Regions from separate parts of the Rattus norvegicus genome. Here region 1 is linked to region 2. Evidence: chromatin contacts called from public Hi-C data. All regions are on one chromosome and are shown on one strand. The core of a region is the stretch at or near the end of the contact, and the rest is flanking DNA. Distances in the headings are between cores, read along the strand shown.

Region 1 (4,009 bases), core at 588-3,087, 67 kb after region 2:
CCAGAAGGGGTGACAACGTTTGAAATGTAAATAAAATAATTACTAAAAAATATATGAAAAAATTATCATTTTATTACTTTATCTCCCAGTAACATAACATAACTTTGGTTATTGAGTGTCTTCTGTTCTCAAGATGTTCACTTTCCAATGTGATTATTACTAGAATCTTCAAAATAGAGTCTCACTAGTTATGTCATGGAAATATTTGACATAGTTGAGTTTCTTTAGGTAAGAAAGCTCTGAAAGAGGCTTGCATATAAAAGGAAGTGAAAATTCAATCATTAGATTTCAGGGACTCCAAAATTTAAGTAAATTGTATGGAACTATGTTAGATCCCAGTAAACATTTTCTTTGAAATCCCTTTTCTAGTAATATGGGTTTGATAAAGTTTTCACTTTTCACAGGGACTGTTTTAGATAATGATTCAAAATAATAATCACTTACTGTTATCTTTGACATTACTGAGGGTTGAAAAAACTGAGATAAGGTTTCTTTAGAGTCTCTTAGGACACTGTAGTCTCCCAGGAGTTGGGACAGGGCAAACATTCTACATACATCCACTGAGCTCCATGTGGCTGTCACCTTAGGAGATCTTCCAGCTTCTTCCTTGACCCTTGATATCCTCCTAGAGGCATTTCTAGCTTCATGGCAACCAGACATTGAAAAGGTGGCTAAGATTTCAGATACATGTGCTTCAAGAAAGGACCAGTTACAAGTCATGCTCTTTTAGAAAATCTGCATATGTAAGCTATTTCAGATTCATTCAGCTTCTTAAGAGGCAGGTAGACTGGCTTATAGTTCAAGCAAGAGGGATCCCTGGTGGGTTCAAGATATCATTGAACTCTTACAGCCACTGCAGTCATACTTCATTTTTAAGCCTTGATTTCAGTACAGACAAAACCCCAAATACTTTGGTTCTGGTCAAACCTGTAATTTAGGTCTGTGACCAGAACAAATACAATTTGCCTTTAGAACCATTTCAGGCATATGGTTCTGTTTGTAGTGTGCAATTCACAGTGGTGGCTTTTCGTGAACCACTGTTCAAGCACCACTTACGCCGTGGAGGTTGTTAATGATGACCTCTAGAGATTCTGTCTGTTTGGAACCCGTCCATAGGTCTGTGGCTAATGGGTTTCCACCTCTCCAGCTATGTGGGCCCTGAGGTTTCCGGTGGGGATTCATAGCCAGAAGACAACCTAACCACCTAGAAATATAGATCATAGAAGGATTCTGCTAGGAGAAAAAGGAACTACAGACGTCCTTCCTTTCCTTCTGAGGACTAGATATAAAACCTCTTAAGTGAGAGGTAGCAATTTCCTCAGAGCATACTCCTTGCACTCTTAGGTCACAATTGATCTGACTGCTTTCCCACCCAAGTTCCTCCTTTATCACTTTTTCCTTATCACTCCTGGGTAGAGGAGCTTATTTCCTCTAATGTATCAGGCTTTTCCTTACCATCTTTAGGTCTTGACTCAAGGGTCAGAATCTACCAACATTTTACAGAGGAAGTCATCCTTTGGCCACAATAGAAATGTTCTCTTGAAAAGGCTTATTGTATGTCCTGATTTTAATTTATTATTATTTCTTAATCTAATCTTCTACCTACTAGTATAGATATCAGGAATCATAAAAGTCCCTTCCTACATTCTTCCAGGGCTGGTATTTGTCAGTGGTATAAGGGAAATGGTGGTGGTATGTCATGTTTGAATCTAAGCCTCACTGTGGCTTTCTTGCTAGCTGTGGCTCTTACTTCTAAAGAGGTAGCTTTCCACTAAGGAGGCTATGAAGAAGCCTACTTGGCAAAAACAGGTTGTGATGTGGCCAGATGCCCTGTGAGTGAAATTGGAAGTAGATTCTCCAGTCAGGTGGTTACTTCTGAGGCTCTCATCTGTAATGCGACCTAACTACAGATTTGACTCTCCCAGCCAGGCTCCTGACCTTCAGAAGCTCTACGAAGAAACTAACTCCTGTTATTTTAAGCTGTTAATTTGTAATGCAGATATTAAACATAATCCCCTTTCTGTCTTTTCCATAATCATCCACCTGCTTTGAAGGCATCTGTCTTAAGATTTTATTGCTGCCACGAGACACTGTGACCATGGAAATTTTCATTATTTAACTTGAGACTGTCTTACAGGTTAGAGGTTGTGTCCGTTATCATCATGGCGGGAAGCATGCAGGCTGGCATGGTGCTGGAGAGGCAGCTGAGAGTTCTATACCTGGATTCACAGGCATCAGGAAGAGAGTGTGCTACTGGGCCTGGCTTGAGCTTCTGAAACCCGAAAGCCCACCCCAGTGACACACTTCCTCCAACAAGGTCACATCTCCCAATAGTGCAACTCCCTGTGAACCTACGGGGGCCATGTTCTTCAAACCACTACAGTGTCTAGCAAATGCTGAATGACCTTGGTCCTTAATGCTCTCCACTGCTTCTCAGAGCTCCCGCTTGCTATTGCAGGAGAAATTTGTGGGTCCATTAATTATCTTACCTTTTCATAAACTCGAAAAATTATTATGTAATCTTCATGCAGTGCCTAATAGTACACAGACATAAATGCATACCCTTCTCTCTCTCTCTCTCTCTCTCTCTCTCTCTCTCTCTCTCATGCACACACACATACACACTCACACACACACACACACACACACACACACACATACACACACACACTTGGGGTGCAAATATGTCTCATGCCAGAAGGGCTTCCTAATTAAGTAAGTGCCTTATATGATGTGTTGGTCTGCCATATCTAGATGCTATTTACTTTAGTACAAATATGATATGATCTAGTAAACCTTTTCACCTTGACAGTTTCTTCAGTAAGCTGTCTCCTATTCACAGCATTGTCTTTTGCCTAATCACTTCTTGCTTTTTGTAAAGTCAATTTGCTTGATCTTTGGGAGTTATACACTACTTTTTCCATAGACTATGTTTCCCATTGAATAGCTGGACTGTGATTTTGTTCTCTTTTCCTTAGAGGACATATGTTAAAAACTAGAATTTAATGCCAGTTGATTGTCTCTGAAATGTATGTAATTTTGAATTTTGGATCTCTTCAGCCTAAATTATACCAGCTAGTTTTCTGTAGAAATGTGCGAACTACTTAGTGAAGCTTGAAGTAAACCAGGCAAGTGGCTTGCTCAGGTAACTATTTTTGGCAAAGAACAAGAGGTACAAAATGTGAGTGAAAGCACTCCAGGAGATTAAAAGACACATACATGTCTTGCCTATGTGATTCTCTTCTAGCCTTATCCGTGAGGGCAGACTCCACAACCGCAGATCCATCAGAGTGTACGCCTTTTGCCCTCTCAGTCTTTTGTTTAGAATTTGGTCAGAAACGAAACAAATACAGCTCAGTCCCTGTGTCTTTGGTTCGGAAAAGCCTAGTGTCTTCACCAAGTGGCAACCTTCATTTTAAGTGCCTGCCCTCAGGTACTATGTGGTTGGCCTACGCTACTTGATACTTAATGGCCGTAATAAACATTTTAGTACCTCTTCTTTCTTCTCCCAGCATTCACCTCTCTAACCAGACAATTGCTTGTTAGAGATACCTGCCCTTTATCTAGGGACAGTGGGAGTTGGGCTAGGAATGGTAGTGGTGGTGTTTCCTAGACACCAAAGTCTTCTTGCTCTGTATACAAAGCAAACTGGATGTGGGTGAGTTGAGGTTGAAAGCTGATATCCTCAAACAAAACTCACCTCTGGACACAGCCTTCTCTCCCAGGTACATTCTATTAAATGCTTCCTGTTAGACAAGACGTGGGCTCTAAGATGCTCATAGCAGATGAGCTGCCCAAGGCTACGGCTGACTTTACGGCAGAGGCTTTGTAGGGACTCTTCTTTTTCTCACGCCCAGAATTAGACTGATGCTTAGCACAGTTTTTATAACCTGTGGAGTACTTTCCCCATCTGATTCTGTTCTAGGTGACAGTGAGGTCAGTATTCAGAAACTGTAGCCATCTCCTGATTAACTCCTAGTCTCTACCATGAAACCGCACTTGTAGCCCC
Region 2 (4,371 bases), core at 611-3,110:
TCCTTTCTAAGGAACTTGAGACCCAGGCCTCTGTTAGAAATTGGTAACTATTCCAAAGTCCAAGGAAAGCATTCTTTTTACTAGAATGGAGAAAGGGAGTGGGTGTGATTGTCAAGTTAGGTCAGAGAGATGGTTAAGAGTTCTCGCTCCCAGTGGAAGGGGAAGCCCTGGGTCCTGCTAAGACTGAACCCCCAGTGAACTAGATTGTTGGGGGGAGAACGGCAAGGGGGAGGATGGGGAGAGGAACACCCATAAAGAAGGGGATGGGGGAGGGGGATGTTTGCCTGGAAACCGGGAAAGGGAATAACACTCGAAATGTATATAAGAAATACTCAAGTTAATAAAAAAAAAAAAAAAAAGAGTTCTCGCTCTGCAAACATGAGGACCTGAGTTTGAATCACCACACCTCACATAAAAATACATTCTAGGTATGGCCAACATTCATAGGAGCCCAGCACTGAAAAGCCAACAGACTAATTCCTGGATGCTCACCGGTCCCATAGCTGAGCCAAAATAGCGAGCCTTAGGTTCAGTAAGATACCTGGTCTTGTACATGAGTGGTGAGTGACAAAGAAAGATAGCTGGCATCCTTCTGTGCACACATGCATGTACAGATGCATACACACACTCATGTGTGCAAACACAGAAAAGCAAAAGGCCACGTATTTCCCCCCTTTGGTTTAAAGCCCATCACTTATACTAAAATCCTGCACTTTGGAGGTTACCGAGATCAATCAAACTGACACCTTGCTTTATGCTGAGGGAATTCGAGAAGCATGGGGATTACAAAACAATCTCTGGTTCAACCTTTCCAGATGTCTTGCTTACTGATCACGTGACTTTGGTGTGTCTTAGTGTCTGGGTGTCTCATTTCTAAGCTTGGTGCATGTTTTCCACCACACCAAGAGGGTGGTCCATGTGCGAGTCTAATTCAGGAAGCCCGAGCAGGGTACTGACAGCAGTTCCCACTTACAGGTAAAACAGAAATGGCATGGACCAGAAGGGACAGCTGAAGTTAGCTGTGTCCTTTCAGGCCAGAGATGTGCTCCCTACCCTAAAGGACCCACTGTAACTGGCAGTTCATCCTCTGCCCTCTGTACTTTGGGTACTGACTGGAACTCCTCGGTGATTAAGGAGTGGAAGGATGCATTCACTTACTGGGAGTGCAAGGGGCGTTTAATCCTGGCAGCAGCCACCTGCGCTACATCTTGCTCAGGCCTCTCCTCCATGTCCCCTCCGTAGCCACTGTCCTCTGTGTCTATGCTGTCACTCTTCCACTTGGGCTCCTCCTGTTCCATCACTTTCCAGCCTTTGGTCAGCTCAGATACCAAGTTGGTGCATTTTCTTCTCCGCGTTGGCGAGTCGTGACTGAGGAGGATTCTGTCAATGTCATTGTCTGGCTGGACCGCTTCAGACACGCCGCCATCATGCTCGTACCTGTGGCTCAGGTAGTTCACATCTCCTCCTCTCTCATACGCCTTACTGACAACCGTTCTGGTCACCTCTTTCCTTTTGATATGGGAGACCTCCGTGGCTTCCTCAGAGCCTCGTCCCTCTCTGTCTCCATCTGGCTTTGGAGACGGAGGTTTGGGGGCATGCTGGCGAGGACCCGGTTCTTTAGGAGTGTGAGGTAGGTCTTGAGTTGCTCCTGGCAGCCAGCCTGCAGGCTCCTGGGCCTGTCTGGTACTGTTCTCATTCGCCCACTGCTGCCATCCTCGGGCCAAGTTGATCACCAGGGTTGCTCTGCGGACCTTCTGGAGGGCACTCTTGGCCGGCCCCGCCTCCCTTTCAGTTTCTCCAGGAGCCATGCTACCTGTTTCTTCTCTGCGGACAGCCTAGGCACTGGCTAAAGAGGGAATGTGGTTGAGAGAGTTGCCTGGGATTTAAATAGAAGCAGGGTGTGAGTGGGAAGGAGCGCCTGTGACGGTGGAAACTATGCAAGGCATTTCTTGCCAAGATGTGGTGCTATGGCTCTGACGGTGTTCTGTTTTTAAACCCTGACAGGTCCCATTTCATCACCGCGGAGGGACATCTCTGGTGGCAAAGGACACTGATATGTTCCCTCCTTTCTTCTCCAAGTGCCAGGGTGGAAAGTACTAGATTGAATCATGTGCTTAGCTTTATGTTTTCCTTGACCTTAAAATGTGATCCAACCATTTATAGGAGTAGACAGTTAGTGCACAAATTGTCCTAGACTGTTCCAGGCTTGCTCTCACTTAAACCTCTGTAACCCTCAATACAGCTGTTATTTGGTTCCCTTTAATAGCTGAGTGAAAAGATATCTTACTTCTTCCCAATAATATATGAGATTTTCAAGGCTGGAGCTTCTGTTAATCTATAACCATTAGAAACAAATTGTAGGGGGTTGGGGATTTAGCTCAGTGGTTAGAGCGCTGGTCTAGCAAGCGCAAGGCCCTGGGTTCGGTCCCCAGCTCCGGAAAAAAAAATTAAAAAAACAAACAAAAAAACAAAACAAAACAAAACAGAAACAAATTGTAGAAGGCTGTCTGCTTAGATCTTCATTTTCCAGATGGAAACATTGATGCCCAGAGGAAGAATAAGGTCCAAATGTTGAAAGGTTAATTATTGTTGAAATCCTATTAGCATGTAATATATATGAATATTAAGACACTAAACTGTTCTAATGACATAAAAATTGAATTTTATTTTTATGTATTTTAGAAATTATGGCTAAAATAATCATTGAAATGGTTGAATCCATATAATGACAAAATAATGACTTATCTGAAGCATGCAGTTTATTTTATTTTAGCCCGGAACTTGCTATGTAGAACAAGTTTTGTTTAAACTCCCAGAATTCCACCTGGTTCTTTCTGCCCACTGTGCTAGATAGACTTAAAGGCATGTACCACCAGTCAGGCTCCCGCCTCGCTGTCTTGTTTTTAATGATTAACTCTGAGTTCATTTTTAAATGATTTCTTTTATCTTTGATGTTGTAATTTAATCACATCATTAGTCTTCTCTCCCTACAAACCTCCCATATATCTCTTCATGCTCTCCTTCAAGTTTATGGCTTCTTTTCTCATCAGTTGGTGTGTGTGTGTGTGTGTGTGTGTGTGTGTGTGTGTGTGTGTGTGCTAAATAAATACGTACAACCTGCTAGTCTATGTAAGACTCTGATCCTATACAAAACACTACAGGCAACTAAGGAATGCTGCCAGCAGGAGAAATAGTCTTCCCCGGGGACAAGCTCATCAATCAGTTGTCCAGTACCAAATGGTCAGGCCTGAAAACAGACATTCCTCTTTGTTTTTAATAATAAAATCTTTGGTAGCAGGCAATGATATTTGTTTGAACCTTCAGAACATCAAGTAAATAAATATTTTTAAGAGAACTGAAAGGATAAGTCATGTGGACAGAGAAACAGCACCTGTTCAGTGTATTATACCAGATTAAAACGTGCAGGACTAAGCATTGAATAATTCCTTAAGAACAAATAGACCTTTCTTTTTTCCTTTGCCACTGCTTTAGGCTTTAAACTCTGTCCATTTCTCCAAGGGTGACACACTATATGTTGGAAAAACTGTTGCCTTGTGAACAGTATGAAAAATATAAAAGTTAATTTCTTCTGATAGACACATTCAGTTTAAAAAAAAAAGTATGGTGTCAGTTTTTCATCGTGTCAGTAATTCACGCCCCAGGAGTGAAACAACTTGGAACATGTTATAAAACTCTATCTAGAAATCTGTCCGGTGTGTTCTCTGAGTTCAGCAGCATGTGATGGCATCAACATACCGAGTCCGGATCCCTCTCGGTTAAGTGGGAAATGGGATCACAAGAGCCAGGGACTAACAATAAATTAAATCTCAGCTTTAATTTCTGGCCTTCCTTCCTGCACATTAAACACTGTTGAATGCTAGTTGGATTCCGTTCATCCCCTGGGTCATGGTTAGAATAGGTTTCTCTGATAGTCTCAGAAGCTCAGCCCAGGATCAGGTCGATTTCCTCATTCTACCTTCCAACTCAGCGTTGTTTAGGTTCCATCCCGATAGAGAAGAAATACAGACGGACGACGTTACCGGGGTTTCATAAATTAGCACGCATTGCATTCAGCTGCCTGAGGCTTGAGGCTGTCAGCAGATGGTGTTTTGGGGGCAGGGAGTAGCTTCTAAAAGGTTTGTCTGTTCCTTTGACGTCTGGCTTTGATGGTAACTGCAGCCCTTCAGGCAGTCCACTTCGGACATTCCTACCCTTAAGTAAGGTCTGCATACAACCAGTCTTTTGATTGCTGTAAAAATGTTAGCTTCATGTTCTCAATCAAGGTCCAAGGTCTTAGGAATTGTATATTCTCCCATTAATTTATGGTACAAAGAAGTGAAAATAATAAGAAATGACAATGATTTGCATCAA

Evidence for each region. A called contact is a pair of places that touch in the nucleus more often than the background predicts.
Region 1: a contact with region 2 is called in a Hi-C map of psoas muscle, with 5 times the contacts expected there. The contact joins the enhancer-like site here to the promoter of Abra in region 2. A contact is called at or near these places in 3 of 12 Hi-C or Micro-C datasets (the A7r5 cell line, prefrontal cortex and psoas muscle).

Annotation. Positions count from the first base shown.
Region 1 is chr7:74,923,999-74,928,007 of GRCr8, forward strand. No RefSeq gene overlaps it. Among named protein-coding and RNA genes, the nearest start is that of Snora4, 48 kb to the left of the region's middle. Within about 2 kb of position 1,838, at least 2 of the 93 cell types and tissues checked have an H3K27ac peak or open chromatin away from gene starts, as enhancers often do.
Region 2 is chr7:74,857,216-74,861,586 of GRCr8, forward strand. It overlaps Abra (actin-binding Rho activating protein), which reads right to left and starts at 1,861. Exons shown (of 2, transcript NM_175844.3): 1 at 1,159-1,861. The coding sequence starts at 1,808.